2 separate regions of the Mus musculus genome follow, and region 2 is linked to region 1. A link is a contact called in public HiChIP or PLAC-seq data. All regions are on one chromosome and are shown on one strand. Each heading gives the region's core, a stretch centred on a gene start, on an enhancer-like site or on the middle of the called end of the contact. The rest is flanking DNA. Distances are from core to core; before and after follow the strand shown. Region 1 has its middle 180 kb from the start of Mir1906-2. Region 2 has its middle 250 kb from the start of Mir1906-2.

What was found. HiChIP or PLAC-seq counts read pairs in DNA pulled down with a chosen protein or histone mark.
Region 2: an H3K27ac HiChIP or PLAC-seq map of embryonic stem cells shows a contact between it and region 1, with 2.8 times the contacts expected there. The contact joins two enhancer-like sites. A contact is called at or near these places in 2 of 484 Hi-C or Micro-C datasets (both in embryonic stem cells), 2 of 115 datasets of contacts at active chromatin or transcription factors (both in embryonic stem cells) and 1 of 9 other capture datasets (embryonic stem cells).

Annotation. Positions count from the first base shown.
Region 1 is chrX:88,576,992-88,583,540 of GRCm38.p6, reverse strand. No RefSeq gene overlaps it. Among named protein-coding and RNA genes, the nearest start is that of Mir1906-2, 180 kb to the left of the region's middle. Within about 2 kb of position 3,305, at least 6 of the 459 cell types and tissues checked have an H3K27ac peak or open chromatin away from gene starts, as enhancers often do. A contact at or near this core is called in embryonic stem cells, where this site is marked.
Region 2 is chrX:89,005,019-89,011,567 of GRCm38.p6, reverse strand. It overlaps the pseudogene Gm16412. Among named protein-coding and RNA genes, the nearest start is that of Mir1906-2, 250 kb to the right of the region's middle. Within about 2 kb of position 3,232, at least 5 of the 459 cell types and tissues checked have an H3K27ac peak or open chromatin away from gene starts, as enhancers often do. A contact at or near this core is called in embryonic stem cells, where this site is marked.

The sequences.
Region 1 (6,549 bases), core at 2,056-4,555:
CCATCCCCCACTGGTTCTTGGAGCCAGCTACAGGATAGGACATAGTCTCAGGAATAGCTCCAGGGCCTCCCAGCAGGTAGCAGTATCTTGAAGAGGAACAGTGACAGTGACTAAACAATAGAGTGATCTAGGGAGGAAGGCTCCACCCTAGGTGATCTCCTTAGTGGCAGTGAAGTCAAGGTCTGGCTCAACCTGCTTCAGGCTGAGGGGCAGGTTACAATTTCCTCCCTGTTATTTAAAAAAAAAAAAAAAAAAAAAAAAAGCTGGACTGAGGCATAAAATTTACTTATGCTCTATAGTCCTGCCTGAGAATTATGGTGGCTGGTGGCTGCGCCTGTCTTAGGAAATCTTAGATCCTCCCAAACTATCCAATTCCATCTTGGAGGTTATGTGCAGCTAGTTTGTGTTATATTTCAAACAAACATGGCTCTGTGGTGTGTTATCAACAACCACGGCCTTTTGGCATGTACCTCTGTCTTATATTGGTACGGTCCCGAGATCTGGGTGCACATCATTGACTGTCTGGCCCTCATTAGCACACCTTATTCCCAATTCAGACCAAAGCCACAATAAGTACTTAGAATTCTTTTTGATGAAGATTAATAACCGCCACCTGCTCTGTTGGAGATGGGGCTGTACACCTGCTGCAGTCAGACTGAAGGGAGTTGACTGACCTGCTTGAAAAACAAAGGTGGGACAGTGAAAAGCAACAATATAAAAGCTTCTTTGGAGAAGTCCAGGTTCTCCATTCAGTTGCAAATTAACAACGACCAAGCTAGACCTTGAGCTCCCAGTGTGAGGGAGCTGGCCTTGAGAAACAGAAGGGCTGCAATCTTTTTGGGAGAGGAGGCAGTGCTCCAAATTAACTTTGTTAGGTAATTAAGAATATTTAGCTATCTTCAATATGAATCTCTAACACTGGAATTATTACTAGACCACTCTAAGATTGAGTTAGAATAACTGGTCACATGAGGGAAAGAGAAGAATCACTATAACTCTTTTTATATGACTAATCTTTCTAAGTCAGATTACACAGTCTCTGATGTTCTTTTTACCATAAGGTTTAACAGCTTGAAGCAAGGCAGCTTCGCTTGTCCAAACTGGAAATTTGCAAGCAAGGATAGATCGAAAACATGTACCCAATTCAGCTTTCTTGTCACTACAGTCAGGGCACTGAGCGAACTCACCTGTCAGCTTGTCACACGAATTAGCCGTCATGCTTCTGCAGAGTTCTGTGGAGAGAACTATGCTTTTCCCTTTCCTAATAAGGTAGATGTTCAGGATCAAGCCATATGCCAATAAGTAGATCCTTTTAAGATACTATAAGGCATTTATTAAGTTCTTAGCTTAGTTTCTCTTGCCGTGAGGACAGATTTCAGAATTATTGAGTTTCTTTTGCAATATTAGGCTATAACTACAACCTTGGGAAGGCAAAACCCAATTTCAAAACAATTTATCACCTTAGAATCAAAATTACTACTTCACTACCACGTTGCGAAATTTGGCTGCTAATTTATACCTATGAATGCATGACAGTGGAAGTTTCAATGTTTCATTAAAGAAACATTGTTTTAAATCTTATCTTTAATTCTATTTTCTAAGATAAGAATCACATTAGATATTATCTCAACTAGAAGTATTCCTAAGAGGCCTAGTTTTTTGGCCTGCTTTATGCCACTTATTTGAAAGACTCCAAATCTGAGTTGCCAATTTAAGGTTAACCTTCTGTTACCAATGTTACAATTATTTAATCCTAACCAATAACTTATGAGCTGATACTCTTGTGAAGACAGGCAGAGCACATTACCAGTAAAAAATCAAATGAAGCCGTAACACTTAGACCAATCAGAGAATTTTAATTTTTCTAGCTATAATTATAAAGTAAAAAGCAGCTTGTGAACAGCTAAACACAATAATCACAAGCACAGAGATTTTTGTAGGAAAAACAGCCATCAGTTCCTAGCAGGGGCTTCTCCAGCCACACTAGACTTCTAACTACAGGTACAGGGCTCCACAGGCCAATTGATACTGTTTATTTATTTTTTTCTTTCTTTCTTTTTCTCTTTCACCAAATTATCCCCAGATAGTCGGAGAGTACTGTTTTTCTTAAGCCCGTTCTCTCATGTGCAAACCATCTCTAGTCAGGGTATAAGGCACCTATGAGACTTACCTTCATTTCTCTAGATTTTCACATAGCTCTAAACACATACACAAAAATACACAAAACAGACCATCAGATCCAGGCACATGCGGCCCTTTCTCATCCTCCACAAGCAGGCAAAAGAATTAGACGATTTTGGAAGGGTAAGCTTCCACTTCAGAACTCCGTCTCTCTGACCGAAGGATCTCCAGAGAGTACTAGGTGTCCCTGGCTCTCCCCTCTTCCCAGAGCTTCCCCCTGGGTGGCAGTGGTCTTTCTAGCACATCTGCTGACCAAAGTCCTCCGGTCCTTATGGCCCGAAGGGACAGCTGCAAATACCAACCACGTGTTTCAGAAAACCCCATCTACAAACACCAGAGAAACCAAACTCAGGCGGATCCAGAATAAGACTGCACCATGCTTCAGAGACAAGGGACGAAACACAGACAACAAACCAACACAAAGAGCACATGTTTGTTTCATAAAACATAAGACAGACACTCAGAACAAAGACACAGGCACACAAGAGGGGATTCCCCCGCTGTTCTCTCTGTCTCTGGGAGAGTTTCAAAATCCACTTTCCTCCCGCCTGATGCAGTTCCCAACTGTGGCCATCTGCCTGTTCCATGGATTTATACCCTTATATTTCTCTTGCCTAAAAAGCAGCTTCTAAAAGCTGTGGCCGTCTGCCTGCTGTGTTCCTAGATCCTGATATCACTGCTGAACCTAAGCAAATCCAGCTCACAGTTTAGTGCTGTTACAGCTTAGACTGTACCATGCCCAGGTACAAAATTTCTAATTCTTTCCTATCTGTGGTGCTCCATACCAGCAGTGTTTCTTCCAGCGTCTTCTGCCATTTCCAGGCCCCGCATTGGAACCCCAAATTGTTGGAGCCCGGCCTGTGGCTCTCATGTTGGGGTTCGAGCCTGGGAGGCAACCGGAGCTGAAAGAGAAGAGGGAACCTAGGCAGGTCGAGAAATAATGGAAACCAAGACAAGCTAGTCTATCCAAGGCTCAAAGGTTTAATGGGGATCTTGCTTATAAAGAAGAGGGGGAGGCCCATCCCCCACTGGTTCATTCTTGAAGCCTGGAACCAGCTGCAGGTGGCCAAGTGCAGGATAAGGCATAGTCAGTCTCATGAATAGCTCCAGGGCCTCTCAGCAGGTAGCAATATCTTGAAGAGGAACAGGGACAGTGGCTGAACAATAGAGAGATCTAGGGAGGAAGGCTCAACCCTAGGTAATCTTAGTGGCAGCAAAGTCAAGGTCTGGCTCAGCCTGCTTCAGGCTGAGGGGGAAGTTACAGAAGGTGTTGGAGTGCCACACCACTTTGGAGGCCTCTTTTTTTTTTTTTAACTCTTTATTTTCTTTTTTTTTCCCCTCCGAAAGATTCATTTTATTGATACAGAGAATATCAAAGCTGAATCATACTTTTTTTTTCTTTTCCATTTTTTATTAGGTATTTAGCTCATTTACATTTCCAATGCTATACCAAAAGTCCCCCATAGCCACCCACCCCCACTCCCCTACCCACCCACTCCCCCTTTTTGGTCCTGGGGTTCCCCTGTACTGGGGCATGTAAAGTTTGCAAGTCCAATGGGCCTTTCTTTCCAGTGATGGCCAACTAGGCCATCTTTTGATACATATGCAGCTAGAGTCAAGAGCTCCAGGGTACTGGTTAGTTCATATTGTTGTTCCACCTATAGGGTTGCAGTTCCCTTTAGCTCCTTGGGTACTTTCTCTAGCTCCTCCATTGGGAGCCCTGTGATCCATCCATTAGCTGACTGTGAGCATCCACTTCTGTGTTTGCTAGGCCCCGGCATAGTCTCACAAGAGACAGCTACATCTGGGTCCTTTCAATAAAATCTTGCTAGTGTATGCAATGGTGTCAATGTTTGGATGCTGATTATGGGGTGGATCTCTGGATATGGCAGTCTCTACATGGTCCATCCTTTTATCTCAGCTCCAAACTTTGTCTCTGTAACTCCTTCCAAGAGTGTTTTGTTCCCACTTCTAAGGAGGGGCATAGTGTCCACACTTCAGTCTTCATTTTTCTTGAGTTTCATGTGTTTAGGAAATAGTATCTTATATCTTGGGTATCCTAGGTTTTGGGCTAATATCCACTTATCAGTGAGTACATATTGTGTGAGTTCCTTTGTGAATGTGTTACCTCACTGAGGATGATGCCCTCCAGGTCCATCCATTTGGCTAGGAATTTCATAAATTCATTTTTTTTAATAGCTGAGTAGTACTCCATTGTGTATATGTACCACATTTTCTGTATCCATTCCTCTGATGAGGGGCATCTGGGTTCTTTCCAGCTTCTGGCTATTATAAATAAGGCTGCTATGAACATAGTGGAGCATGTGTCCTTCTTACCAGTTGTGGCATCTTCTGGATATATGCCCAGGAGAGGTATTGCTGGATCCTCCGGTAGTACTATGTCCAATTTTCTGAGGAACCGCCAGACTGATTTCCAGAGTGGTTGTACAAGCCTGCAATCCCACCAACAATGGAGGAGTGTTCCTCTTTCTCCACATCCATGCCAGCATCTGCTGTCACCTGAATTTTTGATCTTAGCCATTCTGACTGGTGTGAGGTGGAATCTCAGGGTTGTTTTGATTTGAATTTCCCTGATGATTAAGGATGTTGAACATTTTTTCAGGTGCTTCTCTGCCATTCGGTATTCCTCAGGTGAGAATTCTTTGTTCAGTTCTGAGCCCCATTTTTTAATGGGGTTATTTGATTTTCTGAAGTCCACCTTCTTGAGTTCTTTATATATGTTGGGTATTTGTCCCCTATCTGATTTAGGATAGGTAAAGATCCTTTTCCAATCTGTTGGTGGTCTTTTTGTCTTATTGATGGTGTCTTTTGCCTTGCAGAAACTTTGGAGTTTCATTAGGTCCCATTTGTCAATTCTTGATTTTACAGCACAAGCCATTGCTGTTCTGTTCAGGAATTTTTCCCCTGTGCCCATATCTTCAAGGTTTTTCCCCACTTTCTCCTCTATAAGTTTCAGTGTCTCTGGTTTTATGTGAAGTTCCTTGATCCACTAAGATTTGACCTTAGTACAAGGAGATAAGTATGGATCGATTCGCATTCTTCTACAAGATAACAACCAGTTGTGCCAGCACCAATTGTTGAAAATGCTGTCTTTCTTCCACTGGATGGTTTTAGCTCCCTTGTCGAAGATCAAGTGACCATAGGTGTGTGGGTTCATTTCTGGGTCTTCAATTCCATCCCATTGGTCTACTTGTCTGTCTCTATACCAGTATCATGCAGTTTTTATCACTATTGCTCTGTAGTAAAGCTTTAGGTCAGGCATGGTGATTCCACCAGAGGTTCTTTTGTCCTTGAGAAGACTTTTTGCTATCCTAGGTTTTTTGTTATTCCAGATGAATTTGCAAATTGCTCCTTCTAATTCGTTGAAGAATTGAATTGGAATTTTGATGGGGATTGCATTGAATCTGTAGATTGCTTTTGGCAAGATAACCATTTTTACAATGTTGATCCTGCCAATCCATGAGCATGGGAGATCTAGATCTTTCCATCTTCTGAGATCTTCTTTAATTTCTTTCTTCTGAGACTTGAAGTTTTTATCATACAGATCTTTCACTTCCTTAGTTAGAGTCACGCCGAGATATTTTATATTATTTGTGACTATTGAGAAGGGTGTTGTTTCCCTAATTTCTTTCTCAGCCTGTTTATTCTTTGTGTAGAGAAAGGCCATTGACTTGTTTGAGTTTATTTTATATCCAGCTACTTCACCGAAGCTGTTTATCAGGTTTAGGAGTTCTCTGGTGGAATAAGGGACACTTGCATGTGAATCTGAGTTCCGCACTCTTTGCAAAAATAGTACCAATACAAACAAAGTAAGATGCACACTTACCAAACATAAATCATCAGGACATGAAATATGAAACCAAGTGAAAGGTCATTGGAATCCTTATGTATTGTCCTTAATCATTTACCTCCTGCTTAATATATACTTATTATATTCCGGGCATTTTCTAGATATGAATGTGTTGAAAAAAACATAGTTTGAAAAATCCATGTTCTCATTATTTATTCACTTGTCAATTGAAATTTTTTTATTAAATATTTTCTTCACTTGCATTTCAAATGCTATCCCCAAAGTCCCCTATAACCTCCCCCCACCCTGTTCCCTAACCCACCCTCCCCTGCATCCTGGCCTTGGATGCAAAAATTTTGTATCTAGACTGGACTTATACAAAATAAATATTCATGTCCTTTTGGGTCTGAGTTACCTCACTTAAGATGGATGATACTTTCTAGTTCCATCCATTTGCCTGCAAAAGTCAGGATGCCCTCTTTCTTAATAGCTGAGTAGTATTCCATTGTATAAATGAACTACATTTTCTGTATTCATTCTTCTGTCGTGGGACATCT
Region 2 (6,549 bases), core at 1,983-4,482, 430 kb before region 1:
CCCTTGTCCCTTGGCAGAACCCCCTAGTGATGTAAACTTGTACTTTCCCTGCCCAGTTCTCCCCCTTTGAGTTTTACTATATAAGCCTATGAAAAATTTTGGCTGACCGTCGATTCTCCTCTGCACCACTAGGTGTATGAGTTTCGACCCCAGAGCTCTGGTCTGTGTGCTTTCATGTTGCTGCTTTATTAAATCTTACCCTCTACATTTTATGTATGGTCTCAGTGTCTTCTTGGGTCCGCGGCTGTCCCGGGACTTGAGTGCCTGAGTGAGGGTCTCCCTTCGGGGGTCTTTCAGCACCACAGCAGCCTTAATAGGATGTTAAAACTGTGCTTTGAGGTGAACGCCACCTCTGCCTCGCCCTCCTCCAGCCCTTCTCCCAGGCCGAAGAGGCTGAAGCTGCCCAATCTGTTGTAGGCCAGGAAAGCCAAGGGAGGGCAGCAGAGCACCCACCCTGAGTGCTAGCCTGGGAAAATACGGCTACCCCTACCCCCAGCGGGGACACGCAGATGCTCATGGGGGCAATCGTGAGAGCAGCCTTCCCCTGAGTTCACTACAAAGGCGCCTACTTTCTGGCAGCCTCCCATGCCACCACCGCTCAGGGAAAGCTGTGTACCCCAAGGCCCTGCCTTTAGCAGCAAGCAGCCGGCTGGCTCCACGTTGGCCAATGGTAGGCCGGGAGGAGAAGAAAAGTGACTTTACAATAATGTTTTCTCTTGCCAAAAATTGCTGTGGGCACAGGTAATATTTAATTACCATTGATTATAATTGATAACAATTATAAAAGCTTTCTTTATTTTCTGCAAAGCCTTTTGTTCTTTACCAGTTAGTTTGCGTCTCACTTAATAGCACCTAACAATAGCTTAAGGTCTCCTGTGGTGAGTTTAAGGTGAGGTCTTAGCCAATTAACATCTCCTGGAAGCTTTTGAAAATAAAATTTTGAAGCAAATCAATTTTTCGTTCTAGATTTTCTGTACCACAATATTATAGTATAACTAAAACCCTAAGTATTAAAAAGATATTGCCTCTGAATCTTTCCTGGAACAACAGCTACTCCCCAGAAATTAAAAGCTCCTTGTGTGAGAGCAAGGATTTAAAGTAAATTTCCCTTGAGAGGCATTAGCTAATAAAATACTTTCCACTTGGGAAACAATATACACTGAAAGATTCAAACTCTTAGCTTCTTGTATTGAAGCACAGACACTAAGAATTTTTCTTACATGAGGTAAGGCTATATAAGCCATACCTAGAGGCAAAATTTTCCAGTGATTACAAGCTCCCTAGAAGCAAGCTCTTTACAATTTTTCTGGATGCAAAGGAAAAAACCAACTCTTAAATCTATAATAACTTTACATGAACTAGGCAAGTCAAATCGCAATGTCCTGATAAATTCTACAGTCTGATTGACCTTTTATGAACTTAGAATTCAAACTTTATTTAGAACAACATCTGGATAGATCTACAACAGTGTTCTTTTAGGTAAAAGGAATTTTTCCTGAAGGCAAGGAGAGGCAAGTTTTGAGAGCTTCCTTAGGCACTCTTTGCAAGACAAAAGAAAGTCACACAAGCTGCATAGAGGCTGCTCTGAGCTTAGTTCCTCTTGCTGTGAGGACAGATTTCAGAATTTTTAAGTTTCTTTTGCAATATTAGACTATAACTACAACCTTGGGAAAGTAAAACCCAATTTCAAAACAATTTATCACCTTAGAATCAACATTAAAACTTCACTATCACGTTGCAAATTTTGGCTGCCAATTTATACCTATGAATGCATGACAGTGCAAATTTTAATGCTTAATTAAAGAGACATTGCTTTAAATCTTATCTTTAATTCTACTTTCTAGGATAAGAATCACATTAAATATTATCTCGACTAGAAGTAGCCTTAGAGACCCAGCCTCTTGGCCTGCCTTATGCCACGTGTTGGAAAGACTGAAAATCTGAGTTACCAATTTAAAGCTAAATTTCTAGTAACCAGCATTATGCCTATTTGATCATACCCAATAACTTATAAGCTAATACTCTTGTGATGAATACACGCAGAGAATATTACACCTCTAAGACCAGTAAAAAACCAAATGAAGTGGCTAAACGAGTCTAATAAATTTAGACCAATCAAAGAATTTCAAATTTTCTAGCTAAAATTATAAGATTAGAAAAGCACTTTGTTATTTGCCAAACACAATAATCACAATTGCAGAGAACCCTCCAGGAAAAAAAAAAAATCTATCAGCTTTTTTGCCCCCAAACCAAGAGGCTGCAGACTCCCTTTCTTTGGGAGCAGCTTTTCCAGCAGTGGCTCCCCTGCTGTGCCTGATCCTGGCTAAAGTGTGTGGCCACTCTCTTGCTGAACCAGCAGATAAGATTTTAGCCATCTTCATTTTCCAACATGAAACACAGAACATTCAGTCATTCACACAACTAGACACGAACACACATGTATTGAACACATGAGTGGACCAGTGTACCAGACATTAGACTAGACGTTAGACAACACAAAGAGGGCAGAGAACTTCTGCTGTAGGGGCTAGAGAGAAAAAGGCAGGGTGTCTCCCGAATTTCTCTCTGCCTCTGGGAGAGTTTCAAAATTCATTTTCCTCTGTATTATTTTATTATTACAAACCCTGTTTCTGCCACCTGATGCAGCTACTGTCTGCGGACATCCGCCTGATTATTTAATTTAAACCCTTTTTCCTCTCGCCTAAAGCAGTTTTAAAAAAACTGTGGACAATCACCTGATCAGTTCCTAGTTCTGATAATTCGCTGCTGACCTAATTGAATCCAGCGCTAGGTTAGCACTGATTCAAGCTTAGCCCATATCTTTCCGTACCTCCAGCAACACTTTACCTGTTGCTCACCATGCACCTGATATGATTCTTTTCTTTTTCTTCCCGTGGAGCTCCATACCAAGCAGCGTTCCTCCAGCATTTTTCTGCCATTCCTCAGGTCCCCCATTTGGACACCAAACTGTTGGAAGCCGGCCTGCGGCTCACAAGAAATGAAATACACCTGGGAGGCAAGCCAGGGCTGAAAGAGGGATAAACTAGGCAGTGGAGAGAAAAATGGAGCTAAGTCAAGATTCCTGATCAAAGCTCAAATGTTTAATGGCAAATGTGCTTATAAGGGGGCGGGGGAGGCCCATTCCTGCCAATTCATCCTTGGAGCCTGGAACCAGCTGCAGGTGATGACTGCAGGATAGGGTGTAGTCTCTGTCTCTGGAATAGAGGCAGTGGCTGAACAATAGAGTGATCTAGGGAGGAAGGCTCCACCCTAGGTAATCTCCTTAGTGGCAGCAAGGTCAAGGTCTGGCTCAGCCTGCTTCAGGCTGGGAGGAGGTTACAATCCTTTGCTTCAATTGAGACAGAAACCACACTGAGTTTTAGGTTGTATATGCTTCAATTAATGAATAACTGATAGTGTGTGGGTTCATATTTTTAACCTTTGTAGAACTAGACTCCTCTACAATTGTCTTCTGTATCACAGGTGTCAGAAGGAATTCACTGTGATCAAATAGGGACTTACCATAATTGTCAGGCCAATGAATGAGATCATTATTCAGGAAGCTGTCTCCTGTACCAATGAGTTCAAGGCCATTCTCCACTTTCTCTTCTTTTAGAATTAGGGTATCTGTTTTGGCACTGAGATCTTTGATCCACTTTGACTTGAGTTTTGTACAGAGTAATAGATATGGATCTATTAGTATTCTTCTACATGCAGATATCCAGTTAGCCCATCACCATTTGTTGAAGATACCTTTTTTTTCCATTGTATGTTTTTTTTTTTTGCCTTCTTTGTCAAAAATCAAATAACCATAAATCTGTGCATGTAACTCAGAGTCTTCAATTTGATTCCATTGATCAACCTATCTGCTGCTATACCAATACCGTGCAGTTTTAATTTATATTGGCTGTAGTACAGCTTGAAATCAGGGAAGGTGTTACTTCCTGTTTGTGTGCTTGTTTGCTTGGCTACTGGGGTGTGTGTAGCACTGCCAGCATACCTCTCAAGGGACCATAATCCATATGGGAGTCCTCAGTCTGTGATTTTCTGAGTGGAAACCAGGGGATACTGGGATGATTGCAGTGGTTTCAAGTCTCCTCTAAAGCCAGGTGCTGGCTGCATACCACTGGGAGTTGGTAACTGGATCCTTGGTCATTATTTCCCCTCAGGGTGTATATATGTCAGGCAGAAATGGGAAAACAGTCAGGGACATGCAAGGAATCCAGTTTGATTACAAGTGAGTGCTGATAGCAGAGAGTACTAAGGACCTGGAAGAGAGAGGGCCTTCCCAGGGAAAGGTACATATGGCTCTTTACAAATAAAGATTCTTTCTCCAACATGAATAATCCTTGATGAAGAGATCCTCCTTGCTTGTCCAAACTGCTTTAATTGATGATGCATGGGACCAGATATTAAAAACTTTTCGTGGGAAGAAAAGCCCAGGAGAAGAAGTTCATTGACCATAAACTTGGGGCCTAAATAGCATTAAACTCATTAGCATGGATTTTCAAGCCATGTGACTTTTCTCAGGCAGAGACAAGTGGTGGAGTTTAGAATCCCCTAACAAGGCCAGAGAAGGAGAAAAGTATTAAGGGTGCTCCCATTTTGGACTGAGCTCAAAGGCCATCTGATCATGGTGGACTTCAACCTTAATTGGCATAGTTTTCCACAACCTTGAGAAGCTCTTTTGTTTTTCAGGATTGTTTCAGCTACCCTAACTTATTTTTTTCCACATAAAGTTGAGAATTTCTCTGTAAAGGACTGCAAAATATTGTGTTACAATTTTGATGTGAATTTCATTGATTGTGTAAATTGCTTTTGGTAAACAAGCCATTTTCACTATGTTGATCCTACTGATTCAGGAGCATGGGGGATTTTTCCATCTTTTGATGTCTTCCCCAATTTCTTTTTTCAGGGAATTGAACTTTTCATCATATAGGTGTTTCACTTGTTTCCTTAGAGTTACACCAAGACATTTTATATTATTCATAGCTATTATAAAGGGTGCTCTTTCCCTAATTTTTTTCTCAGCGCATTTATCATTTGTATAAAGGAAAGCTATTGATTTGTTTGATTTAATTTTATATCCAGCCATGTTGCTGAAGGTTTTTTACTAGCTGTAGGAGTTCTCCGATGGTATTTTTCAGTCACTTATGTATACTATCATATCATTCCCAAACAATGATATTTTGACTTCTTCCTTTCCAGTATGTGTCCTCTTGATCTCCTGTAATTGTCTTATTGCCCTGGACAGAACTTCAAGTACTATATTGAATAGATAGGGAGAGAGTGGGAGGTCTTGTCTGGTCCCTGATTTTACTGGAATTGCTTTAAGTTTCTCTCCATTTAATTTGATATTGGCAATTGGGGGCAATTGGGTTGCTTCACATTTCTTTTATTATGTTTGGGTATGTGCCTTGTATCCATAATCCCTCTAACCCTTTTACAATGAAAGGGTGTTGGATTTTTTCAAAGGCTTTTTCAGCATCTTAGTATTATAGTCAGAAATTCAAGTACTATTCTGAATAGATACAGAGAATGTGGGCAGGCTGGTTTTGTCCCTGATTATAGTGTAATTGTTCTGTTTCTCTCCATTTGATTTTATGTTGGCCATCATCTTACTGTATATAACCTTTATTGTTTCTAGGTGTAGGCATTTATCCCTTTTCTCTGCAAGACTTATCATGAAGTGTTGCTAGATTTTGTAAAAAGCCTTTTCAACCCCTAATGAGAAAATCATGCTTTTATTTTTCTTTCTTTTTTTTCTGTTATGGAAAAAGTATTTATTTTGAAATTATTTTAATTGAGAAGTAGAAAACCTCATAGGAAGGAGGAAGAAACAAACACCACACAGCATACAGGCAACGCTTTACTTCATGCCCTTGTCCCCCCGCTCTGGCTCACTCGTCCTGTGATGAGAAGGACTCAGCCACCCACAATAATGTTATTAATGGGTATATGGATCAGTTTCACGAAGAAGCCAATGAATCCCATAATAGCAAATCCTATAGCTGTAGCCATGGCAATCTTCTGGAATTCTTTTCTGTCGGGTTTGGTGCATCTTTTAACCAGCCGAATTGATTCCTTTACAAACTGCCGGCTGGGCTCTACAAACTGCATTACCTGATCCATGTTTGTTGGATGGCGGTTTGAGAGCGTACAGACACGTAGCTCAGGAGAGAACTCGCTTTTATTTTTCATTCAGTTTGTTTATATTTGTATGCAGACCCAACTTTGCATACTTAAAATCTGCTTGATCACGTTGGAAAATCTTTTGGTTAATCAATTTGGTTAAGTAACAGGTCTTCATTTTGCAAACAGTCATTTAAATTTTTACTTGAAAGTGTATTGCAGATATAATCAAAATCTCTAAATAACATTTGATCAGCAAGTCTGACCTTAAACAATTGGAAGGCTTGCAAACAGGGATAAAGCTTTTGTGAGTGGAGAAAGCATACCACTTGCATAGAGTATTATCTACCAGTACCATAGATAATACCCATCTAGCTCATAACCATTCTTTCACAGTTGCCTGTGGGACAGGTTCAG